Regions from separate parts of the Columba livia genome. Here region 1 is linked to region 2. A link is a contact called in public Hi-C data. All regions are on one chromosome and are shown on one strand. The core of a region is the stretch at or near the end of the contact, and the rest is flanking DNA. Distances in the headings are between cores, read along the strand shown. Region 1 overlaps SLC25A36 (solute carrier family 25 member 36). Region 2 has its middle 140 kb from the start of TRIM42.

Region 1 (5,846 bases), core at 2,192-4,691, 240 kb before region 2:
TGCACTCACTCAACCTCTTCTGCCACAGAGTAATAAAACCTGTGGAGAACGGAATGAGATGCTTGATTCCAGTCTGGCTTTCTGATTTGTCTTTTGAATGCTTCCCAGCCTCGTTCAGACACCAGGGTTGCAGATCTGCTGCAAAACTGCCTTGTGTGCTATTGCTGTTCTTTCTAGAACTCTGCTGGCAAACCAACACAAACGTAGATTCTTTTATTATTATTATTTATTAAAAAAAAAAATGGGACTACATTATTACTTGGTTTCCATACTTTTGTACCTTTGTAGTAGTATCAAATAAAATGAATGTTCAGTTCATTGATGACCGATATTAGAAAGTTTGATTTCATAAGGCATCTATTTTGCTTTTTCAGCCTTAAGACAAGGCTAGCTTTTTTGAATGATGTTTTGAGAGGCAGTGGGGAAGGAGGAGGGTTCACTTGTAAATTTGACATATGGGTAAGTATTTGGAGATATACAATTGAACTGCTGCAAATGAGCAGAAATTTCAGTACTCAGTGCATTTTACACAATTATTTTAATATCTGTGGCCTGTTCTGATGATTTTTCTTTCTTTTTTCCTAAACTTTTACCTGAAAAGAGTTAGATCTCACAATAACTAATTCACAGATCCTTCCAATGGGATTCAATTTGTACACATGTGTCTGATGAGGTCACTGCTTGTTGTTATGATACAGAAAAGCCTGTGTCTATTTTAGGCATTTACTGTACATTTCTCCCGTGAAAAGAGTGAGATCGTGTCATCTCATGCTCCCCATCCGCAGGTCACTTCCTGCAGAAATATGGACTAACTTAAACCTCGTGAGTACTGAACTGAGCGTCTCTTGCAGCATCTAGTGTAAGAACCACACGTTGGGTTTGTAATATCTATTAAATAAACAACGTAAGGGGAATTAACTTTCATGATCTTGAACTCGGATGATGTGCGTTGTGCAAAGACATCATTTCTCCTTAACTCTGTTAACAGAGTTTGTTTGGGGTTTTTTCTGGGCAGTTCAGGGAAGGGTGAGAAATACCTTTCACTGATAGCTGCTGCTTTACTTAGCTCTGGCTAATTAGAAGTCCCAACTGGGTTAAACAAAACCTTTTGGGGGTTTTTTTTTTGTGTCCCAGAGCTGCCTTTAAAATGCTGCAGCTGATAGTCTGTATTGTCACATTATTTCAAAGGCCTCTTTTCTTTTTCTTTTTTAATATGTTTATAATCTCCTTTCTGTCTTTTTCTGTTTTCTCTTTTGATTTGTTTTTATTTTACTACTTTGGATTTTTAATTCAGCATTCCATATTCACATGCGTCCGTATCGATTATATTGGCTTATAGATTAAAAAAAAAATCCTAACCTATGGAATACGATGCATAATAGGAATACCTGGGATCTTACCTGTCACTAGCTGGTAGAGCTGAAAAAGTAAATGGAGGTAATTCTTCCCATCTGAAACTGGGATGGAATTTTGTAGAAGAAAATAAGACACAGAAAAGTACAGGAGTTTCTGGAGATGCCAAATTAATCTATACTTCTAATGAATCCATAATTGTTATTGAGGGTACAACACACTGATAAGCATTTTAAAGCATTATAAAGTTCACTGAGGCTTCTAAAAAGAAAACAGGAGAAAGGAAACAATTGATAGAGCTTCATAGCAGCTGTTGAAAGTCTCCCACCTTTATTTTTTAACAAGTACTTTTGCTACAGGTTTTCTGCCTTTAAAAAGAAAAGCTTATCAAAGATCCCAAATGGGATGTTTCTTTTTTTTGGAGTGCTTTCCTTGGTGTCAGCATCACTCCACTGTTAATTTTTCTTCTTCCACTAACAATATTTACTACATTACGTGTAAGAATGGAGCTGTAGTCGTTTCATCTTGAAACCTGAATTATTGAAGATGCTTTGATTTGACAGCTTTGGTTGGAACTTGTCACAAAATTTAGTGCTTTTGACAGCCCTAGGGGAAAAAAATAATGGGCTTTGTCGCTAAGTGTCTGATCCCACAGGGGTAAATCATGTGTAGAACGAGCCGGGGGGGTTGAAGTTGAGGCAGAAGGTGCCATGTCCTGCCCTGGCAGCCTCTGGGCTCTCCTGCTGCCCCTGGGGCTCTGCTGCTGGTCCGGGCTTAGGAGACAGAGACACCTCTTGGAGGTTGACTAGGCTGGAGGAAAGGCTGAGCAGATAGTGCGGCAGCATGCAGCCTAGCAGGAACAAAATTGCAAAGCATGCAGCTAAAATAGGATTTTTTCGGTCTTGTTTGCTTGTAATAACTAGGGTACACTTAAGAACTAATATCTTTATTTTGGAGGGAAGTCCTTCCTTGAAAATGTGTTGGTTAGGGGAAGTCAGTAACTTTTCCCCCCCTTATCTCAAAGCCTTTGTTGCAGTCCTGTGCATTTCTAGTGCCTTTCACTGCACTACAGGTGTGGAAACGTTTTGATTTGGAGTAAAAGAAAGTTAAAGCTTTGTTAGTGCTAGTATAAGAAAATTAAAAAATGCAAGAACGAGGTTTCCTTTCAGTTTAGTTCAACCCAGGATCAAGTGCTGTTGGAATCAGCGGCGTTTCCGTGGCATTAAGTGACAGGTCAGAAGGGCTCAGGCTAGTTGAACTACAGAACCTTTTTTGCGCATGCAATCTGTTTTAAAAACATCCCTTGCCTTGTTATGGCAGAGTAGTTCACTGATGCTTTGGGTATTTACCTACATGAAATGCAGATATGAAACGCTTCTGGCTTGTTAGGATTACATGCCAGCTTATGGAGGGCTATATATGTACCTAGATAAATCAAAAAATGAGGAGTAGTGTATCAAAAAAAAGCCAACCCCAAACCTTTACAATCTACCACAGGAACTTATTTAGTTAAGAGGTTTAAGTCAATTTTAAATTCTATTTAACAATTAAGCTGAAATCTCTAATGTGGTTTTACTATTTTGGCAGAGAAATATAGCTAAATCTTAGTAGCTGCTAAACCTTGTAGTTTGTCTTTAGAACTGTAATTGAAAATCATAATGACCTATTTAAGATTTGGGGGTGGGGTTGAACAAACCTTAAGACAGTTAAGATCCCCTGGCATTTCTCTGAGTATTGCAGTCATTTGTGTGCAATGTAAACGTAGATTGTGATTAAACAGAAGTAACGTGTATGCAAGCAGTTCTGCTAAATAGATATAAGCTGTTAATGACCTCCATAAACAAGCTTATCAATAGCCTGTTTGTTGTATAAGTTTCGTGCACCGGAATGCACTGAACAAGGTAACTCTGTGTTGCTTTCCCGCCCCTCGGTCCATTCCCTTGCAGGAGGGCAGCATGTGTTTGTAGTGATATAAAGTGATGTGTGTCACTTAGCAAGCGTCTAAATTCGTCATCTCTTGCCTGGCCATGTTCCAGCTCTTCCCTTTTCCTCTTCTCTCACGCAGACATGACACCTCATTAATGGTGCATGTGTGGTATTACAACTCCAGATGGTTTTTATTTTGCCTTTTTTTCTTTTCCCAGAGCTGCCTTTCACTCTGCTCTTCTTCTCTCCACAGTTGTGTGGAAGTAAGAGCGATTCTTAATACTTTTCTTCATTTTTTTTTAATTTGTTTCCTTCTCTCTTTTTCTTGTTTTTCCTTTTCTTTTTCTTTAGTGGACTGAAAATCCTAAAGCTATGACCCTTCGCCCTTATGCAAGCCTGACTAGTTGCTGAATGTCTGGATAGTTACAAGTCATACTATTTACTTTAACAATTTTAAACCTCGTATGTTTGTAAAAGTATTCCTAGGCCAACCAACAATCTCTGCTTTGAATACTAAATAAAACATTAGCACTCAAATTTAACGGCTCTTTATAGTTCAGTATTAAAAGGTCTCTTAACTTACAGTAATACATGCCTTTTAACTGCACCAGAAGTAGTACTTATTCAGTCTGCATGCTTTTGAACTCGGATTGTATTTCAGGTGGCACATTAAATTGACACAATGTTTTACAGCATCTCAAATTGCTACAGCTGTATCTGCAATGCATTCTTATTGACATGTTTGCCAAATTGGCTAATGTTAGTGTAGCTAGCCTTGCTGTTCTGTGGTGTTGGTATGATTAGATAGGCAGGGAAATGTACACAATTGGGCTTACTTTACATGTGATGTCTCTTGCTAAGAATCAAACTTAGTCAATATTGATGCAAAACTTAAAAAAAAAAATAAGCTAAATGTTTATTGGCTTTATGGATTTGTGAAATATCAGTGAAGGGCTACAATGGGTACTTTCTAAAAATCAGTATAGTCCGAGTTTTTGCATCCACTGTTCCTTTGTGGGTTTCAAGTTTAGATGTGGTTGCTCTCGTGATACTATCACGTCTAACTTTTCTTTTTAAATGTTTTAGGTTTTACTGCGATCACAACAACTAATCCCATTTGGCTAGTCAAGACACGATTACAGCTTGATGCAAGGTATAGTGACCATGGGAAATCGAACTGCTGTAATAAGATTTTGCTTAAAAGTTTTGAATCTGTTCTGCATCACAAAATGGAATGATTCTTTAAATATCCAATGCTTTGAATTAGAAAGTTGATGCTGATCTATCTCCAAGTTACACTCATTTTTCTCTGTTTGGTCTGTGTTCTGAGGCGTGCTTGAGGCACTGGAGTAGACTGAGCATCACATTTTGAATCAACTACGAGGTTAACAGTCTCGTTAAAATAGTGTTCTACCATCCATATGCTTGCATTATTTTTTTCAGTAATGCATTCTCTTTGTTTTTAGTTATCAGGCTAAAAAATTCCTGAAATAAGGATTTAAGTTTTTAGCAAAAGTTTAGAAAAATGCCTGAAACATCCTGCATTTCATTTTTACATAAGAACTGCAGCCTGTAAAAAGGGAAAGACTGCTGTTGTGAATCAGAACACAGGAATTGTCTTCAAGCCAGATAGACAACAGAAGTTGTTTGGACTTAATAAACAGTTTCTGTAATAGATTCAATAATATTACAAAACTTGTAATCAAGTAGAGTTTTATGCAAATAGTGAAGAAGAAAGACTTTTCTATTCCCATCTATTTAAGACCATAGGGAGAGGCTGCTATGATGCAAGTGTCTCAGTGCAACCGTCTCGTTCATTTTATAGACTTTCTTACTGAAAACTTAGTATGCAATATAAAATTCTTTCTCCAGCCATTCTAAATACATTAGCAAGCCCCGTATTCCTATTTTGGAGATTTGTTGGACTTTCTGTATGAAGTGCATATTAACATTTTTCCTCTTAGCAGGCATATTAGCAGCTGCAAGGTGACCATAGTAAGTATATCCCAGAGCTAGTTGTACTGTGAGATTGGGGTAATAATTCCATAACTGATTCCAGGGGGATTTTAGTGCTTATGTGCAAGCTGATGGCATCTTCTGCCTCTGCTTGTTTATCACTGATCAGTCAGTTAAATTGGTTAAACTGTAGGGCTTTAAGGAAGTTAAGGAGAATGGTGGATTACTTGTGCACATTATTTCTGTACATTCTATCAAACACATTGCTCATGTGGGAGACCTGAAGAAGGATCTTCTAACTTTGGGTAGGACACTGCAATTGCATGGGCTAGTCTAGCACGTGCTGCAGCTCTTGTAATTCAGTTGTGATTAGAGGCATAAAACTGCTTGGCCTGCAGGATTATCCTGGTCTGAGCTTTTGTTGGAGTTCTCAGAAATTCCTCTGATCCCAGTAAGGGCTGCAGAAGGCATGTAGTTTTTTTCCAAAGTGAAATTGCTTTGGCCTTCAACATGCACCTCCAAGATGCACCTTGAGCATCAGAAGAACAAGGTCTTACAGCAGAATGTGCCCATGCCCCTGTCCAGGAGACTGGGGTCCCCCTGGAGCTGCA
Region 2 (5,345 bases), core at 2,718-5,217:
TTTGACCTTTTCTTTTTCCTTGAAGTTTGCTCTGCGTTTCAGGTATTTCTAGAGTTTTCTATTTCAGAAAGCTTTCATTTGTTTGGGTTTTATTGTCGGTTGGTTTGGTTTGTTGGGTTGGTTTTTTTTACGATGTTATTGGGAAGCAACTCAAGGTTATCAGTTAGGCATTATTCTTATTAGAGCTGTATAGGTCACAATACATTTTGCTCATTTTCTTCAATTCCAGAACCTTCCTCAGGAAGGTTTATTTTCATTATTTTGTGAATATGCACTTGATATTAAATGCACTGGTGTGTTTTTTTGTTTTAACAGTATCTATCTTACTGACATTGATTTATAGTCCTTCTGCTTTTATGGCAAAGTCCTATGTGATCTAACAAAATACCACAACCTTTCTCTGCATTTTCATAGAGGAGACCAAGGATTTTCTAATCCTCTCTTAAACATGATATGTATTTGAGATACACACACAGAATCCTTACTAAATGTTTCACACATGAAATGCTGTAAACAGCTGACAGGATGCAGTATTGCTCACTAGTGAGTGTTCTCTGACAAAATGTCTCTCTCTCCTAATGGGGATATTTTGTTTGAATGTCCAGGTGGTTTCTGTGATGATACAGATTCAGTGAAAGACTACATGGATTTTCAGTGTTTAATTTTGGGTTTGTTTTCCTTACACTGCCACTCAGCGGTCAGTCATGTTGTCTGGAGACTCTGGCTTCTGATAGCTGAAAAGTTGCTATCCCAAATGTTCAGCTCGTTGGTTTTGGAGTTTTTATTTCATGGTGGGATCACATGAGAGCTAAGTCTCAGCATTCAGAATGAGCCTTGCTACATCACCAGATGAAATGTTGTTTCACCACGAAGTTTTCAAGCAATACAACTGGATCCTTTGCCAAGAACTTGCTATTTGCCCATAGACAAAGAAGACTGCATTTCTATTTAGAGAAATGAGAATCATGTAAGAGAAAAGTTTTGCTTCATTTTTTTTTTTATTTTAATTCTCTTCCTATTGATGTTGTACATGTGTCTTGAGATCTTGTCTAACTTTGAAGATTCATCGCTCCAAAGGCCAGTAAAGAAATGGGAACATCTAGAGGGCAACTCATCCTAGCCTGAAGTCATTCCAGTCCAATGAGAAAGAAGGTGTTTGCGAAGGGCAACAAAACATTTCTCATGTCCAAAAATATAGTTATGTAATTTAGGATTGTGATATTTTAAAATTTAAAGGTCTTTTAATTACATTTATAGAATTGAATACATTTAAATGAGAAGTATTTTTTTACAGATAATCTAACTATTTCAATTGTAATGCTTTAAAAATTGTTTTAATTTTTTGAATAATTCCGTTGCAAAATGGTGAATGGTTTTGATCAAGTAACCATCTGGAAGATTTTGCTTCTCTTTGTTTTCCAAACCATTTCATCTTCTGTGTGCATTTGGTATGTAGGGGTCTTTTGCACAGGATGCTGCAAAACAGACATAGCAATTGAGCTCTAAGGGAAAAATCCCAGCTGAGGCATTGTTCATCCTTTTCTGGGGATGGGTGAAGAGGTTAGCAGGACCTCTCTGTGCTCAATTTTTGAGTTGAACATACCCGTGTGTTCTCTTGTACTTTCTATGATTGTTTTTCAAGCTCTAAGCTTATTGAGACAGCTGCATCTTGTCATTTGAATTCCTGCTCTTTGGTTAGCTACATCTCATGAAATAATTTTCTGATCTCTGCGTAATAGGGGGCACATCTTCCAGCTTATAAATTATTAGGTAGATAACTTGAAGATCAAAGATATGTTGTTATCAAATGTTCTTGCAACTAAGGATACTTTTGAAAATAAGCACTTGTAAGTGCAGGAGACTCATCAGACAGGCACAGGCATCCCGCATGCATAGCCACCAGTGAATTGTGCCAGGACCAGCATTTTTTCAATTAGGAAAGTTTATAGGTGCTTGGAGATGAGAAAGTTTAATCTTCTTGTGATAAAAGGGCTCTCCAGAGCCCAAGGGGCAGTTTTGATGCTTCCCTCTCACTACATGTCTTTTGCCAGCTGCATTTTCCTCATGGAGTTTGCAGGGTAGGGGTGTCAGACTCAATAGACAGATATTTGGGGTGAAATCAGAAGGTAACTTTCTGCCTGTGTCCTGACATCTACAAGCATCTGAAGCAAGGAAAGCAGCACAAAACTAAGGTAAATTTCTCTCCCTTCTGAAAAGAGAGAGATGTTTGGAAAAACATAGTAAAAGCAATAGACATGAAGAACAACAATGCCATTGACTCCGACCTGGAAGAGAATACAGAAGAATTTGATGTTGTTAGCCTTATATACAGGGTCATCGCAGACAGGGGGATGAAAGGAAGAAGAAAGGATGGGCCATTGAATTGTACTGGCAGAGATGCAGAGTGCAGAGCAGAGGAGGCAGCACTTGGCAGAGTGAGCTGCTGAGAACTGCCTGGGGCTGCTGCTGGGCAGTGCTGGCTGCTTCACAACCCGGAGGACGTTATCAGCGAGAGGCTGTGGTGTTCAACAGTTAGGAAGAAAACCAGTCCCAAGACACTGATTTAAAGCAATGTTTAAAATAAATGCTGCTTCTTTTATCCCCCGCTAGGCAATATTCTTCAGGGATAAACTGAAGTTGTGTGTTTTGGAAGGAGGGGACGGAGCAGGTGGAAGCAGATGGCTTATGGTGGTTACCAATAGAAATGTGAGAGCCGAAATTAAATAAAAAGTTTGGACTATGTATTTATATGCTGAAATAAATGAACTGAATAAGACTGCAGTTCAGTAAAATCTTTTCAAACCCATCTTGAAATCCAGTCTTACTCAGCAACAGCATAATTTTTCAAAAATGCCAACCCACAAGTGAACAACACTTAGTCTGCTAAATTACTTGAGCGCTCTTGAAAATGTCACACCACAAGACGGAAGTACCGATTCAGGAAGACATCCCTAGTGAGGGAAGAGCTTAAACAAGGGTTTGTGTCCATTTCTGAATTAGGACTGTTAATGTTGCTTCCATGACAAATAGATTTTGACAAAGCTTAAGGACATGTTTAAATTTAAAGACAATTAAATGGTCTCTTGAATTAGAACCTAACTTAGCAGAAGGAGACAGCTGAAGCAAGTGTGATAAATTAATTGAAAACATCTAGAAATTGTTTTGGGTGAAACATGACTGAAAATCAGGACGATGGGTTTAAACTAAGCTGAAAAGGATTGTAATATCAAGAAAACGTGCTAATTCAACCTTTTTTTGTTACCTTCTCTCATGTTTCATAAATAGCTGTAACCCACCCACCCCGATTTTGCACCTATGAGACAGGAAACGCCCAGGTCCTGAGGACAGGGAGCACTGTACAGCAGTCATTGGAAAATAAGCCTCCTGAGGCAGGAATAACTAACAGAGATGAGTGAGTAACAGAGGGGTGATGTTTAGCGTGTTACAATGCTGGTGGTGCTCTCCATTTAAAACTTGCTTGCCTATTAATCATCCAAATCAGTACAAGCTATCTTCTCTCAAATTTTAGACTTTCACAGTTCATGAAAATGTGAAGTTAGTCAAGCAAAATAATTCTGTCACCACTCTGTAACAAATCTTTAAGGTTTATTGAACACATTTGAAAATAGCTCAGGAGAACAGCTGCATAGCATTAATCACTCTTGGGTCAAAACCTGATTTTTCCAGACCTTTGCATACACTTCACAGTCTCTCTTTCTCAAACGAAAAGCCTGTTCCTATTAAAAAGCCAAAACAAACAAATCAACAATTATTTGTAACAAATTTGTCTTCTTGACAAAGCAATCAACTCACAAAAATCCCTGGCCACAAGCAAGGAAACTATGACCCTTTTGAGTGGGGGCTTTCATTAAATTCCAGCCCCATCAGTGTGCCTTCTGATGGCTGTTCAGTCCCTGTGTGAAACCAGGTCTTTGTGTGGCAGTTGGCATCTCAAACCCTACACGACTGGTTCTTTGTGTTGTACGTGGTGGTGACTCCAGGCCTGAAGCGTGTGAGGACTGAAGGGTCCCCGAGGAGGTCTGGAGCAGTAAGAAGCATACATTGTCACTACTTACCTTATATCAACTGAATGCATTTAGCAGATGTCTGCTGTCTGTCTCCTGGGTTACCAGTTGAGCTTTTCTAAGTTCACAGGCATGCCAAAAATAACAGAAGTTGCAATTTATTTGTACTTAATTTGTTTTTTGTTTTCTTTAAGCAAAGGGAAGCTAATAAAGAATTTATTTGTGACAGAAGGAAATAATGTTTGCAAAAATTCCGTAGTCCAAATTAGCCTCTGGCTTTAGCAAATTTGCTCCAGGAGGAGGTTTTTCTTCTGCCTCTTCCCCTGCCTGTAGCTGTGTCACTGTCAGTCAACAGAACACTCAAGTCTGAGTGGCAAGGGCCACCCTGTGAAAGGTGTCTTGAATGGAACAGCAGCCTTTGCTTTGTGGAAGCATTTTTGCAGCAGGTCAGTGGTTTCTCCCTGTGTATTAACCTCAATTTTAGTTTCCATTTAAAATACGGAAGATTCATTATTTTTATTCCTTGTGAGCTCCTCATTCTGGTCTTGCAAGTGCCACTCATTTTGTGGGAATGACCCCAGAACTCAGCACTGTGAGATCAGGCTGAGAACCTGGAGTGCTCTTGTACCAAAGTTAACTTGGTCTGGAACAATTTATACTTTTGCAGACAGCTGGTGTCTGAAGATGCAGAGGTCACCACTTGGCAGGCTACTCTACTGAATTTTACATTAGTAAAGATGAGCAGCGTTTTTTTTTCTTCCTGAGAAACTGCTGATGGGTGTGGTGCACCCATGAGTACAGATGGCAGAGGTACATCCAGCTTTTCTGAAGTTTGAGCTTTCTTCCCGCGTGAATTCTGATGTTTATTTCATGGAAGCATATACTTTTTGGAATGTATTCGGAAGGCTATCTATTGAGGTAGGCTGAATTTTCAACAGATATGAGCTAGCAGGTTGGTGATGAACAGAATGGGTAAGCATTCAGTGGGACATATTTTACTCACAGCTTCTCTTTAGAAAGCTGGATTGTAAGTATCTGATGATTTTGAAAGCACTGTGGCTCCAATTAAGAACTGGTCGGTTCTTGCTAGACAAACATATTTTGGTGTTTGCTGTAAATAAATAGCTAAGGTGCCAATGAGATAAGAACAATAAAATACCCTGATGACCTGCTGGTGATGTGGTAAATTGTTCTGTACTGTAATTGACATTAAATATATTCAAACTAGAAACATCTTTTTTTATTCTAATACAGGCCATAAACCGGCAGTTCCTGGTTATATTCTTAATTGTTGATAATTGAACGTGATAGATTTTTTCC

The links. Hi-C and Micro-C count contacts between places; a contact is called where the count stands out from the background.
Region 1: a contact with region 2 is called in a Hi-C map of liver, with 4 times the contacts expected there. The contact joins two enhancer-like sites. A contact is called at or near these places in 2 of 2 Hi-C or Micro-C datasets (crop and liver).

What each region holds. Positions count from the first base shown.
Region 1 is chr9:27,008,351-27,014,196 of bColLiv1.pat.W.v2, reverse strand. It overlaps SLC25A36 (solute carrier family 25 member 36), which reads left to right. Exons shown (of 7, transcript XM_065074412.1): 5 at 4,366-4,432. Among named protein-coding and RNA genes, the nearest start is that of SLC25A36, 23 kb to the left of the region's middle. Within about 2 kb of position 3,441, at least 1 of the 3 cell types and tissues checked has an H3K27ac peak away from gene starts, as active enhancers do.
Region 2 is chr9:26,773,288-26,778,632 of bColLiv1.pat.W.v2, reverse strand. No RefSeq gene overlaps it. Among named protein-coding and RNA genes, the nearest start is that of TRIM42, 140 kb to the right of the region's middle. Within about 2 kb of position 3,967, at least 2 of the 3 cell types and tissues checked have an H3K27ac peak away from gene starts, as active enhancers do.